Regions from separate parts of the Mus musculus genome. Here all the other regions are linked to region 3. The links are chromatin contacts, called in public HiChIP or PLAC-seq maps. All regions are on one chromosome and are shown on one strand. Each heading gives the region's core, a stretch centred on a gene start, on an enhancer-like site or on the middle of the called end of the contact. The rest is flanking DNA. Distances are from core to core; before and after follow the strand shown. Region 1 has its middle 29 kb from the start of Gm31753. Region 2 overlaps Plxna2 (plexin A2). Region 3 has its middle 120 kb from the start of 4930503O07Rik.

Region 1 (4,425 bases), core at 1,289-3,788, 660 kb before region 3:
GAGTTTCTTTTAAGAAGTGGGTTTTAGCAAGAGGAAGTGGGTTGCTGTATGGTGGGCCTGAGTTCTCTCTCTTTCTCTTTCCCTCTTTCCCTCCCTTTTTGCTTCCCCCCAAACTGCTAAGATGTAAAGTGTTCCAGTGGCATTCCTTTGCCACTGCTGTGAGCCATATACTATCCATCAGGCCTCTTGTCAGGGTGAGAAGAGTAACCAGTATATGTGACCTCAGTGAGACATGACCTCCTGTCTTCAGTTCCAGCCTCCTTCACACTCCAGAGTGGTGTCTGCTCTGTGAGTCCCCAAGCCTTTGTAGTACTGTCGGTATAGACTGCCTCACTTATGAGGTATCTCTACTGCTGGCTTCGGGTTAACATTTTGTTTGCTTAGTCATTAAGGTACGACTCTGTTTTGCAGCTTCTAACATTTTGTTGCTTGTATCATTTTGTTTCTATGCTTTTGAGAACCTGTGCTTTGAAAATCCCTTTGCAGTAATATTAACAAGGCTGCGAGAACAAGCAAAAGTAACTGCATGTTTGATCACTCCTTATTTAGAATTCTTTATTCTCTTCCTTTGGATTAAAACCACCCAGGATAGTCTAATCATAGCAGGCTTTAGTCATCTCTCTACCATCTGCACTTTCAGAGCCTTCTCTGAAGATAGATTGTGTGTGTGTGTGTGTGCACATGCATATATTTGAGACCGTGCAGACATATGCATGTACGAGCATGCCTGCAGACCCTAAAGCTACGGTTTTGCTGGATTCCCTGAGAATGTATTGCAGCATAGCAAATGGGTATCACATGTGACATATTGTAATATATGCACGGAGGTATAAAGCATACCCATGGCTTTGGCCTTAGTTCATTCCACAGAGCAAGAGGAAATTTTAACCTATAGAATCACATAGTGTAGAATTCGACAGCTTTTCAGTTGCATCAGGGTTGAGTGTTATAGGATTGGATTGGTGCAGTGGGGGACATTCAGGTTTAAAGTACACTAACTTGAAGCCTTTTGTTGCCTATCATTTCATCTTTCTCAGCCTCCATTTTCACACCTATAAGGTGGGGTGGGTGGCCTCCTGGTAGACCCCAGTGTAACCTCTTACACCATAGAATAAAGAGGTTACAGAATAAAGACTATCAAAGGTGGCTCTGAGGTTAAGAGCAGTAGCTGCTCTCCCAGAGGCCCAAAGTTTAGTTCCCAGCATCCACAATGAGTGACTTAAAGCTGTTTATAACTCCAACTTTACCCGTTGCCTTTGGCCTCCTCAGATACCTGTGATTACATGTACACACACACACACACACACACACACACACACACATGGACGGATGACAGAGGTCATCCTGGGTGTGATTCTTCAAGAGCCCTACATTGGTTTTTTTTGAGACAAGGTCTCTCACTGAACCTGGTACTCACAAATAAGGCTAAGCTAGCTGTCCAGTGAGCCCTAGGGATCCTCTTGTTGCCCCACCCCAGTGCTGGGACCATAGGCCCACCATAATTGTTGGTCTACCTCAGTGCTGGGACCATAGGCCCACCACAACTGTTGGCCCAACCCAGTGCTGGGACCATAGCCCATCATAAGTCCTGTACTGTTTAGTTTTGTCAACTTACACAAACCTAGTCATATCTGGGGAGAGGAACTGCAACTGAGAAAACACCTCCATTGAATTGGCCTATGGGTACATCTGTAGAGCATTTTCCTGATTAATGATTGATGTGGGAAGGCCCAGCCCACTGTGGGTGGTACCATCCCTAGGCAGGTGGTTCTGGACTGTATAAGAAAGGTAAGATAACTGTGGGCCTAAGAACAGCCGCTAAGCAGCACTCCCACATAGTTCCTGCCCCTGCTCCTGCTTGAGTTCCTGCCCTGACTTCCTTCAATAATAGTCTGAGGTAAGGATGTATAAGCCAAACAAACCCCTTCCCCCAGGCTACTTTGGGCCGTGGTGGTTATCACAGCAATAGAAGGCAGACTAGGATAATGTTCAACTTTTACCTGGGTGTGAGACCAAACCCAGGCCTTCATGCTTGTGTGACTTTATTGATTTTTACATGCTTTATTGGCAGTCCTGACTGAACAGCCCTTTAATGTCTTAATTTCCTCACTGCTGAGAGGAGGGACCTTGAGCATGTTGACATTTTCAGGTTGGTCCTGCAGAACAATACACGGAATCAGAATTGCTGCTTGGTAAGATGTAGATCCCCAGCGCTCCCTACTCCAGTCAGAGTCTCTGGCAGGGAAGGAACTCCAGTCTGTGCTGTAATGGCTTCCTGGGACTATGCCAGTGCCTTCCTTATCTAGCATTGTGCTGTCAAGTGGCTCTCCAGACAGACTGAAGTGCCAGTTAGCTGGTCAGTGGAGATGGCTGCCAGTGCCTGGGGTAGGAGTTGGGAGTCCTGGGATGATGATGGAAGAGTTTGTGGGATTCCATCAGGCCAGTGAGGTTGAAAGTTGGGCTTCCTTAGTCATGACAGGAGATACAAATCTGCCGGAAAAATCCATTTCCTCTTATGTCCACAAGGGGTCAGTAAAACATCAGGTCTGTCTTTGTTTAAATTTCAGAACAAAAGAATTTTGGCAATGCAGGACAGGCCAGATAAGCCTTATTTATGGCTAGCTTCCCAGCTTCTGAGCGCCTCTAAGAATCACTCTTTTCGGAGGGAAGTGCATTAGCCCACAGGCCTGAAAACTTACTTTCAACCTTTTCTAAAATAACTGTCCTGGGGGCTCCGGAAGTCACTTTAAGATAGAGAAAATTCCGAGCCTTGTATTTCCTGAGGGTGTCTCTTTAGAGTCGTTCAGGATGGCTGGGCAGCTGCTGGAGGGCCTGTAGCAGAGTTGTTAGGCAGAATAGTTGGGCAGCCACCTGAGGACCTAGGGCAGGATTACTAGCCCAGTTTTGGAGGCTCTAAGAGGCTACAATACCTCACTGAAGATGCAAAGTATTGGAACTGAGTCAGACACCATCTGCTACCTCTTTGTCCAGGGCCATCTTCATAAAACCCTGGTTGTCTTTTATTATCACCTTGTCTGAGTTCAGAAGTTTTTTGTTTTTTTGGTTTTTTCTTTCTTTTTTTTTTCTCTTGCTCAGTTTTCCTTCATTTAGAAGCACAGCCACAGGGTGAACATGGAAGGGCCTGATGTACCATTCCCTTCCTGGGCTTTTGTGCCTCCCTGACATAAGATCTGAGAGCTATCCACAGTGACTGATGCACCCCAGGTGATCGCCTAGGGGCGTAGAGCTTTGAAGGTCCTTCCTCCTGTCCCCACGCCCTCCTTCCCTCCTGTATGCTGGTGGCTAAGGACAGATGAGCTACAAATCTGTAAAGTGCCAGGTCACAGAATTCTGTAAGCGCCAGACACTTGACTCCAAGAGCTCGTAACGATCAACACTGGTAAACTCATCAATTAATTAATCAGCTTGTTTGCCAGACCTCACAAGAGGAACTCTGACACACTGGGCATTTTCCTGGGCATGGGTGTTTCATAGCCGAATATGATGTGGGCTTTGCTACGAAGGAAATATGTTTCAAGCAGAGTTTCAAGCAGAGAATGTCAAAGATAAAATCAATGGCCCTGGTGCACCATGGAGAGGGTTGTAGTGGGAAGATAAAGGAACATGACATGAAGCCTCTCCCACCTGGTGGGGGAAGAGCTGACAAATGACATTTCCTAAGCATCCATGAGAGAATCCATGTGGGGTTAGTGAGGGGTGGTTTGAAAGACAAAGTTAGGAAACCTCTCTGTACATACACCTGGGCCACATTCCCTCACAGAGCCCCTGTAGCTAAGCAACGTGGTGGCCCACCCCTATTCGACAGGATGATGTGTGTGTGTGTGTGTGTGTGTGTGTGTGTGTGTGTGTGTGCAGGCTCCTTGAGAAGGACTGAATGAAGCAAGCCTTCCTGCTCCCTCGGTCTCTGACTGCTTGTCTCTGCCCCAAGGGTCCTGGAGGTTGGGAGTGAGTCCTGAACATCAGTTCCCTGGCATCCACTCAGAGCCCAGCTTGCTAGGATTCTGGAAGACCAGGTCTAGATGGGTGCAGGTCTCTTTGGCAGAACGTGTGCTGGGAGATGACTTACAGTTTCTTATACCAGGAAAACTCCTTCCTTTTTCTCTTTTTTTTCTTACTGGGAAGCAATTTATCTAGATTTTCCCAAGCCCATTCTAGAATTAAAATGGAAACTCTAGAGTCCTTAGGATGCCCTCCCTCTGGGCCAGCTGGGTGGCTAAGGTATTCTTTGGTTCTTCCCCTCTTTAACATGTTTCTGGTACACACTGCATCTGTCGTTTCTCTTTGCTGGGAGCAGAGGTGGTTTTGATTAGGATGAGGGCAAAGCTTTGCTCCATAGGCCTGCTTTGCAGTACCCAACTCTATTACACTCTTCTTTGGGGAATTTCTGCTCACACCCCCTGTGGC
Region 2 (4,081 bases), core at 1,241-3,740, 570 kb after region 3:
AAAGAATGTAATTTAACCTCTCTGAGCTAGGTAACAAAAATTATCTTTCTCTTCTTGTTTGGTAGCATACCCCTTCCAGTCTGAGATCCATTACCATTTCCAGATGTGGAATAACTGCAGTGCTAATCACTCCTGAGTTTTGCTGGGTTACCTTTCCAGGGTCTCTAGGCCCTTTAATTTAATCATCATGGTAGTCACCAGCAATAAAGAAAGCATGGGGTATGCCAAGCTAAGAAGTACAGGGACTTGCCCAAGAATAGCAGATTTTGTGTAATTCTACTTCAATTAAAAATAAAAACAAAAATATATATACTGAAAATTGTCTTGCTGTGTTCCTGCATTTTCACGGGAGCACAGTTCACTGACTATGCTCCATACTAACTTCTCTGCATGTATAGAGTCACCTCTTTCCCATACAATTTCCTTCCTCAGCCTCTGCCTTCAAGATGCCCTCCTAAACACTGATTAAACAGCTGATGTGGCACCTGCTGCCTTCTCCATAACATGGATAACAGCCCAAGTTTACAGCATATATGAAATGAGGAAGGCCACAGAGGTGGAATCAGCTTTGGTTTGGTTTTATTATTTTATGGTTTGTTTTTCTATTACTTTTGCTCTGTATGTGTGTGTATACACACATACATACACACACTATATATATGTACATATATACATATGTACATATATATGTATATATATATATATATATATATATATATATATATATATATATATATGTTGCATTTCCACCCTCTATTTATAAATTGCCTTCTCTTAACTCCAACTTTGAAAACCAATGAAAGAAAACCTGTTTCAAGATTAAATATTATGTCAACATGTGCCTAGGATCTTAATACCTCCAAGAAAAGTCACAGGGGCTATCTCCTCCTATACAAGGCTTTAATAGTGGAGAGAGTAAAGATAAAATGGAAGAGCCATTCCAGCCTTTACCCCCTTCCTTCCTGGGCCTCATTCCAACAAATGCTGATGCAGGGCAATGCAGACAGTGAAAATATTCACTGAAAGAAAACAGATAGTCCCCTGAAAGCCATTCCCAAGGTCTTTCCCATTTCTAGTACCTCTCCTTTTTATTAATGGTGTCCTCATCAGGAGATGTACCAAATCTTTGTTTGTAACCCTAATGGCAGTTAAACCTGATACCTGCTTTCTATATATGTTCTACCATCCACCCACAAGATATGGTACCTACTGTAAAGCCACAAAGGATTCCATTCTCACCTGTACCAGTCCCTCAGCATGAGGCTCCCTTGACCTGCTCATTCCTCTTGGTATCAGCTGGAACTTGGATATAAGACCCGTTATTGTTTTAACGTAATGGGTCAAAAGCAATAGTTTTTTTTTTTTTTTTTTTTTAATCTTCAGAAACAGATCAACAGGAATAAATAAAGCAGCAGCTTTAAAAAGCCAAGTCGTGTTTGCCAAGGGTCGGGAACTGGAGGAATTAGGTTCCTGATGGCAGTTCTGCTAAGGTCTAATTGTGTTTGTAGAGCCCATCAAACCAATGAGTCTGCTGTTTTGTGTGTGTGTTTGTGTGTGTGTGTGTGTGTGTGTGTGTGTGTGTGTGTGTGTGTGTGATTAAAACGTTTCTGGAGAATTCTTGCCAAGTCTTTAGAAGGTATATATGCACGTGTATGCATGCGCTCATACACACTTGCACACACATGTGTATATATATGTAAGTACATGGTACATGTGAGGAGGAAGAGACTCTGGAATAGAAACCTGATCTGGGAAATTTCTGCAGTATCTCTGACCCCTGAGAAAAAGAAATGGGAGTACCAGGAAAAGTGCCCTTGGCCTAAACCCAGGACCCATCCTGGACAAAGCCTCTTAATGAAATCCAGGCTTTGAGCCACAAGTTTATCTTTAACTCTTAAGTTGGGTTCTTGGAACCTAAAGGATAATCTAGAGGAAATCACCTGAAATGTGGGGTCCTGAGTAACTTTATCTTCAAAGCAGAGTGTAAGAGCAAGTATGCTATTTTTGAAAATGTGGGGGTGCCTGAAAGAAGGAAAGGCACAGCTTCAAATTCATTTTTGTTCCTCCCCCACCCATGGGAAATGGGCTCAGTTGTACTTTTGGCCTTAGAGGAACACAGACCCTGATTTAGAGACTCTGGAGCCTGTTTTGCTGGGACCATCTGTTGGCTCCTTGGAGCCTGTAGGAACAGCTGAGGCTTACAGAGAAATTGGATGAAAGATTCTTTCCAGAAATCTCCCTGGAGCACCATGTTGCATGTGTGTACACACATGTGTAAGCACTCTCCTATCTTTTGCTCTAGCAAGGGACCTCCTGGGGTAGGTAAGCAGCCCCTGCCTGTAGGCGGCTTGCTGGGTGTGCCCTGTGCCTGCCTTTGACATCTCTCATTCCATCTTCATCATGTCAACAATTTTCAAACCAAGTGAAGCATTACTGCATCATCACAGCTTGGGTCCCCCAGCATGTTTCTGCCTACACTGCCTAAGTGGTGGCCAGAGGCAAAATGAGTAAGCCAGTTAATGACACCACACCCACCTTATCTAGGGCTGGGCTTGGTATACTTTCTTTGACTTTTTCTAAGCAGGGGTGTGGATTTGAGGCAAAATGTTATTGCAAAACCTGTTCGGCTGTAGCTGCTTGCTGGATTTCTCCTCTGCTATGCATAGCTCAGCTCCTCCCAGGTGGGTTGAAAAGTTTAGTATTGGAGAGAGACTCGTGGGCTAAAGCTTGCAGGCTGACAGAAAGAAGGTTCTTATGCCCTCTCCCCACCCCATCATTTCAACCCACCATACCCATCCTTAGGGTTACAGTTGTCTCATTCCTCGGGAGCACACTGTGAATATCTAGGGAGAATAAAAAATAGAAACTAGACTATAGTAAGAACTTTCTAAACTATTTTTGAAATCTTCATATAAGTATATTCTGTGTGCTGAGCATATTTCCCCATTCCTCTAGTCTTGCTTTCCTTCCGACCCCTCCACAATCTCCTTTTGTCCCATAGAGAATTTAGTCATACATACATACATGATTTTATATGACTATATAAAGTCTAGGAACTTCCAATGAAGAAAACATCTGATGTTTGTCTTTCTGAGACTGGCTTAATTCATTTATTGCGATTATCCATTTTCTTATAAATAATATAACTTTGTTGTTGTTGTTGTCTTTAATGGCTGAAAGTAAGTCCATTGTGTATATGCCACATTTTTCTTACGAACTCCTCTGTTGGTTCCCTAACTTAGCTGTTGCGCATGGTCAGTACTGTAGTAAACACCCTTGTGCAGGTGTCTCTGTGGTATGCTGGCTTAGGGTCCTTTGAGTAAATACTCAGAAGTAGGATGAACTGGCTTATATAGAAGATTTATTTTTAGCTTTGAGAAACCTCCATACTAATTTCCATAATGGCTGGACTAATTTACTCTCTGACCAGCAGTGCATAAGGGTTTTCTTTGGCCATTCTTGCCAGAATGACTTGGTTTTTGTTTTCGTAATGATTGAAATTCTGAGTAGGCTGAGATGAGACCTCAGTGGAGTCTGATTTGCTTTCCTCTGATGTTGAGTAGTCTTGAATATTTTTTCTGTTGTCCTTTTGCAAACTATGCGTTTATTTTACTAGTGTGTTTACTGATTGTGTTGTTTGGTTTCTTTCTCTTTAGTTTTTTTTTTTTAAGTTCTTTGTATATTATAAATATGAGTCTGTGGTCAGGTGGTAAAGGTGTTCTCCTATTCTATAAACTGTCTCTTCTCTTAATTGTCCAGTAAAGAACTTTCTAGTATGGCACTGTCATAAAGGTAAAGTATTCTATATGGTTAGTGGCTAGTTCACTACGTAGTACCATCCCATAGTGTAAGGTAGAAACAATGATAGCGTGCCCTCTACCCCTCAGCTGCCCAGGCAAAAGGAACAGTTTCTTATTTGCCTCTGAGGAAGCCAGTTTCCCAGTCCCAAAGATCACATAAGCCCTTTCTGTGATCTGTTTCCCAGGCAAAAGAATCTAAGGGGCAAAGTGTTCAAGAGTGAGGCCCCTGCTCCCCACAGGATGCCCCACAGCATGGGACCAGGCAGGGGCTTAGTGCAGTG
Region 3 (3,999 bases), core at 1,379-3,878:
GAGTTGAGAGAGATTGTTGGATACAGGCCTTCTTGACCCAGAAGCCAAGAAATTTCAATGAATTGTCCTTGACTGATGTCTTAGTTTGGGTTTTATTACTGTGAAGACACACCATGACCATGGCAACTCTTATAAAGGAAAACATTTCATTGGGACTGTCTTACAGTTTCAGAGTTTTAAAGTTCATTATTGTCACAGTGAGAAGCACAGTGGCATGCAGGCAGACCTGGTGTTAGAGAAGGAGCTGAGAGTTCTACATCTTAATTCTCAGGCATCAGGAGACTGTGTGTCCCACAGGGCATAGCTTGAGCATAGGAGACTCCACAATAACATGCTTCTTCCAACAAGGGCATCTCTTAATAATGCCACTCCATATAGGGCCAAGCATTCAAACACATGAGTCTATGGGATTATTCCTATTCAAACTACCACAGCTGCTTTTATTAAGACTCATTTGGACTAAAAAATGAGCCATACCTGCTCTAGGACTTCAATGAAGCTCTGCCTATACCATATCTCTCACCAGGACAGTGTGACTTCGATCTCTTTAGACCTCCCAGCAGACCTGGAAACAAGCTGTAAATTTCCTTCAGTCTGCTGCAGGCTTTCCTGGCATGGTCCAGCCTCCTGACACCATCAGTTAACATGAGCCAGCATAGCATCCCTCCTTCCATGCCAAGATTCTCAGAAGGCCATGATGAAGGTGGCTTTCCTGGTTCTCCAGGAGCAGGTGCCCACCAAGGAGCTGAGTGCAACCAAAGCAACTGTGCCAGAGATTATCCCCCCAAAGCAAGGCTGGCCTGAGATAGTTCAACAGTGGCTCCTCACTCTGTAGCCATCTTTTCTTAGCTGGGGATACTGAGCTCTGTTTACCCTCCCCCTACCCATCTCTGCCTTCTAACCAATCATCTTTCTATCATCAGTTAACTGTAAAGAATGCCTTGGGGTAGGAGACACTACCCAGACAAGACACAGAAAACAGGTAACAGACTGGAAAGAAAGGGCCAGTAGATCATATTTGGGATTCATTTTAAGTAATTCTGTTTTGGCTCCACTGCCAAGGAGAAGAGAGGTGTGTGAAAGTTCTATAAACCATGATGCGCTAGTGAGCTGGCTGAAACCTGCTGACGGTATCAGAATACTCCATTTTTAATATCAGAAGAGATGAATGATGACAGACACTTTCTAAATTGTTAGTTCCAGTTTCTAGCACCACAGACAGGGTGAGTGGCTGTGGGCTTAGTGCCTGTGTTTGGCCTGAAGAAACAGAACTGAGCCAGGATGAAAACGTAATCACCAGCCCCCTATGCAGTAAATACCCTTAATAAATTCCTTAAGCAGGAAAAAAAAAAAAGAGGGTCCTGAGATAGGTCCAGCTGAATTAGGTACCATGTTCTAAATTATTAAACTAATTCTCCATTTAACCTGTTCTAAGCTCAGTCAAGAGATACATGCCTCTCCAAGCATCTTCAGTTCCTTCAATAATCCCTGTACCATTGTCCCTACAAGAGAGAAAAGAGAATCTTGCTGAGCCGGGATTCTAAGTTCCTACCTTCACTCACCTTTTGGATTCTGCTGGTTTCTTGCACTGAGATTTCTGTTACCAGTTGTCACTACTAGACCACATGTACATGTGGACTGCCCACCTGGTTACTGAATGCTCTCACAGCTGCTTATCAGTTCTGTTGTTACTGGTCTGTTTTAGAAACTCTTGTGCCCAGTGTGGAGCTCTGGCACACCAAGCTAGACCACAGATGGAGGTCTTGGATTGAAATCGGGCATTTGACCAGTTTGACTCCCTTATTCTCTCTTATTCCATCCTCACCCAGGAAAACCACTGTACATTTGTATCTATTGAACCTTCTTAGGGAGGGTTGCATGACTGCCGTGGGTACAAGAGAAAGACAGTGTGAGTCAGATCATAGAAGTGCTCATGGAAGATAGTCAATGCCTGGTAACCCAGTCAGCCTACCAGGATTCCACTACAATCCCAACCCCAAGGCCCTTTCTGGGGAGCTTATCAGATCCCTCAGCAGCTGCCCAACCCTCACTTCTTTTAGCTAGGCCACTCTAGGGACTTCTGTGGTGCCTATCATGGAAATAAAGGGACAGAGAGAGGCCACTGTGTTAGGTCTGAGTTGCCAGCTTCTGTCTGCTCTGCTCTGCTCTGCTCTGCTCTGCTCTGCTCTGCTCTGCTCTGCTCTGCTCTGCTCTGCTCTGCTCTGCTCTGCTCTGCTCTGCTCTGCTCTGCTCTGCTCTGGAATGATGCTGCCTAGGGAAGGTTTCTCTCTTACCACCCACATGTGCTCCCACTGAGCATAAGTGATTGGGATCTAGTTGGTTAAATTTCCTTTCAAAACTTGGAGAAGAGGGTCATGGCCAGTGGTTGACTAGTAGTCCTGAAACTGCCCTCCAAAGTCACCATAAATCTACATCAGAGGAGGAACGGGGTCTAGCACCACCTTGGGAACCTGCCTACAACCCTAATGCAGAATTTACCTCTAAATTTTGATCCCAGAATGGACTGAACCTAAGTATTTATGAAGTACCTGTTTTGTACTATGCTCTGCTCTAACCAGGAGGAAACAGCCATTAGCTCAAGTCGAAAGTCTACCCCTAAGTAAAGCACAGATTGGCAAAGACAGGGGAAATGTGTATGCTTAGCTGGGTGGGGCAAGTACTGTGACAGTAAAGATCAATGGGGTGCCGGAAGGTTTGTTTTTCCTTATTTTTCCCCTACTCAGATTAGAATGAGATGATCCAGGAAAAATAATCAAGGGACTCTTGAGAAAGGTGTGTGTGAATAAAAATGAGATTTCCAGAGTTTTTCAGGTATAAGCACAGGCAAGAACCAATGAGGTAGGTACAATCCATTATTCCCAAGGAATTGCTGAGTCACAGGGCCCACAAAGCCAGTCACACTGAGTAAGCTGTAACATACAGGACATAAGTGAATACCTTCCCAGCACTTTTTTGCTTTCAAAAACAACCAGAGAATGGAGTGGGGTTAAGGGCAAGAAGAAAGCAGATACACATTACTTACTGGCATAATGCTAGGGATCCATAAGGGTGGCTTAGGCCAAATACAAGGTATCAAGCAAACACTAAAAGTGGGTTGATTTTTAAAGTATAGCCAAGGATGATAGCTTGAGTATGTGTGGGTTAGGGGATAAAGGGAAATAGAAAGAGAGAGAGAGAGAGAGAGGAAGGAGGAGGAGGAGGAGGAGGAGGAGGAGGAGGAGGAGACAGCAGACAGACAGACAGCAGGCAGACAGACAGACAGACAGACAGAATTCTCCTAACTTCTCCCAAAAGATCCTATGGTGTCTAGGTACCTAAGGGGTCAGACTAGATGCTCAGTTTTTAGAGGAGACTTAGCCCTTACTCTACATAGAGACAGGCAGAACTTTCTTGGCCTCAGGCAAAGGGCAGGGATTAGGGGATAATTCACTAGACATAAACAACTTAAATGAGCAGGCCTAAAGGATTAGCCTCCCACTAAAGTCCACAAAAGCTCGCCCTCCTTTGTAGGCTTCTGCTGGATTCCAGATGAGATCCTTGCGCCTGGCAAACTCTCAAAAGGAGCTCTTAGATGTAGCTATTGAACACACTCCTATGTCCTACTTACTCCTTCTGGGTGAGCTCAGGACACTGAGCTATTTATTTGTATTTTTTTAAAGCAGGGGAGTTTATGATCTTCCCTGCACAGGGAAGAAAATAGCTAGGTTTATTAAAGTAGTCATAAAAGAAGGAAAGTTAATAAAACAGAGTTGGGGGAAACCAGGGAGCCACAGGCATGTGGAGTGGGACGATTTAAGTGTTCTGAGCAGCCCCGTTTACCCCACTCTCTCCCTTGTCAGCTATCACCACAGCATTTTCAGTTGCATCAGCGACTTTCCATCTCATCTTTCTTTCTCACGGGTAGTTTTGAAACCTAATTTCAATCTGGTTGGATGAGAGGCCAGCCCTCGACTGGAGCAGGGCTTCCACAGCAATCTG

The links. HiChIP or PLAC-seq counts read pairs in DNA pulled down with a chosen protein or histone mark.
Region 1: an HNF4G HiChIP or PLAC-seq map of pancreatic cancer cells shows a contact between it and region 3. The contact joins two enhancer-like sites. A contact is called at or near these places in 1 of 15 datasets of contacts at CTCF or cohesin (the NIH/3T3 cell line), 2 of 484 Hi-C or Micro-C datasets (cortical neurons and uterus) and 2 of 115 datasets of contacts at active chromatin or transcription factors (embryonic stem cells and pancreatic cancer cells).
Region 2: an HNF4G HiChIP or PLAC-seq map of pancreatic cancer cells shows a contact between it and region 3. The contact joins two enhancer-like sites. A contact is called at or near these places in 2 of 115 datasets of contacts at active chromatin or transcription factors (embryonic stem cells and pancreatic cancer cells).

Annotation. Positions count from the first base shown.
Region 1 is chr1:193,447,198-193,451,622 of GRCm38.p6, forward strand. No RefSeq gene overlaps it. Among named protein-coding and RNA genes, the nearest start is that of Gm31753, 29 kb to the right of the region's middle. RefSeq lists an enhancer at 2,132-2,988. Within about 2 kb of position 2,539, at least 113 of the 459 cell types and tissues checked have an H3K27ac peak or open chromatin away from gene starts, as enhancers often do. A contact at or near this core is called in pancreatic cancer cells, where this site is marked.
Region 2 is chr1:194,673,476-194,677,556 of GRCm38.p6, forward strand. All of the region lies in intron 3 of Plxna2 (plexin A2), which reads left to right. Among named protein-coding and RNA genes, the nearest start is that of Gm46202, 44 kb to the right of the region's middle. Within about 2 kb of position 2,491, at least 50 of the 459 cell types and tissues checked have an H3K27ac peak or open chromatin away from gene starts, as enhancers often do. A contact at or near this core is called in pancreatic cancer cells, where this site is marked.
Region 3 is chr1:194,104,838-194,108,836 of GRCm38.p6, forward strand. No RefSeq gene overlaps it. Among named protein-coding and RNA genes, the nearest start is that of 4930503O07Rik, 120 kb to the right of the region's middle. Within about 2 kb of position 2,629, at least 18 of the 459 cell types and tissues checked have an H3K27ac peak or open chromatin away from gene starts, as enhancers often do. A contact at or near this core is called in pancreatic cancer cells, where this site is marked.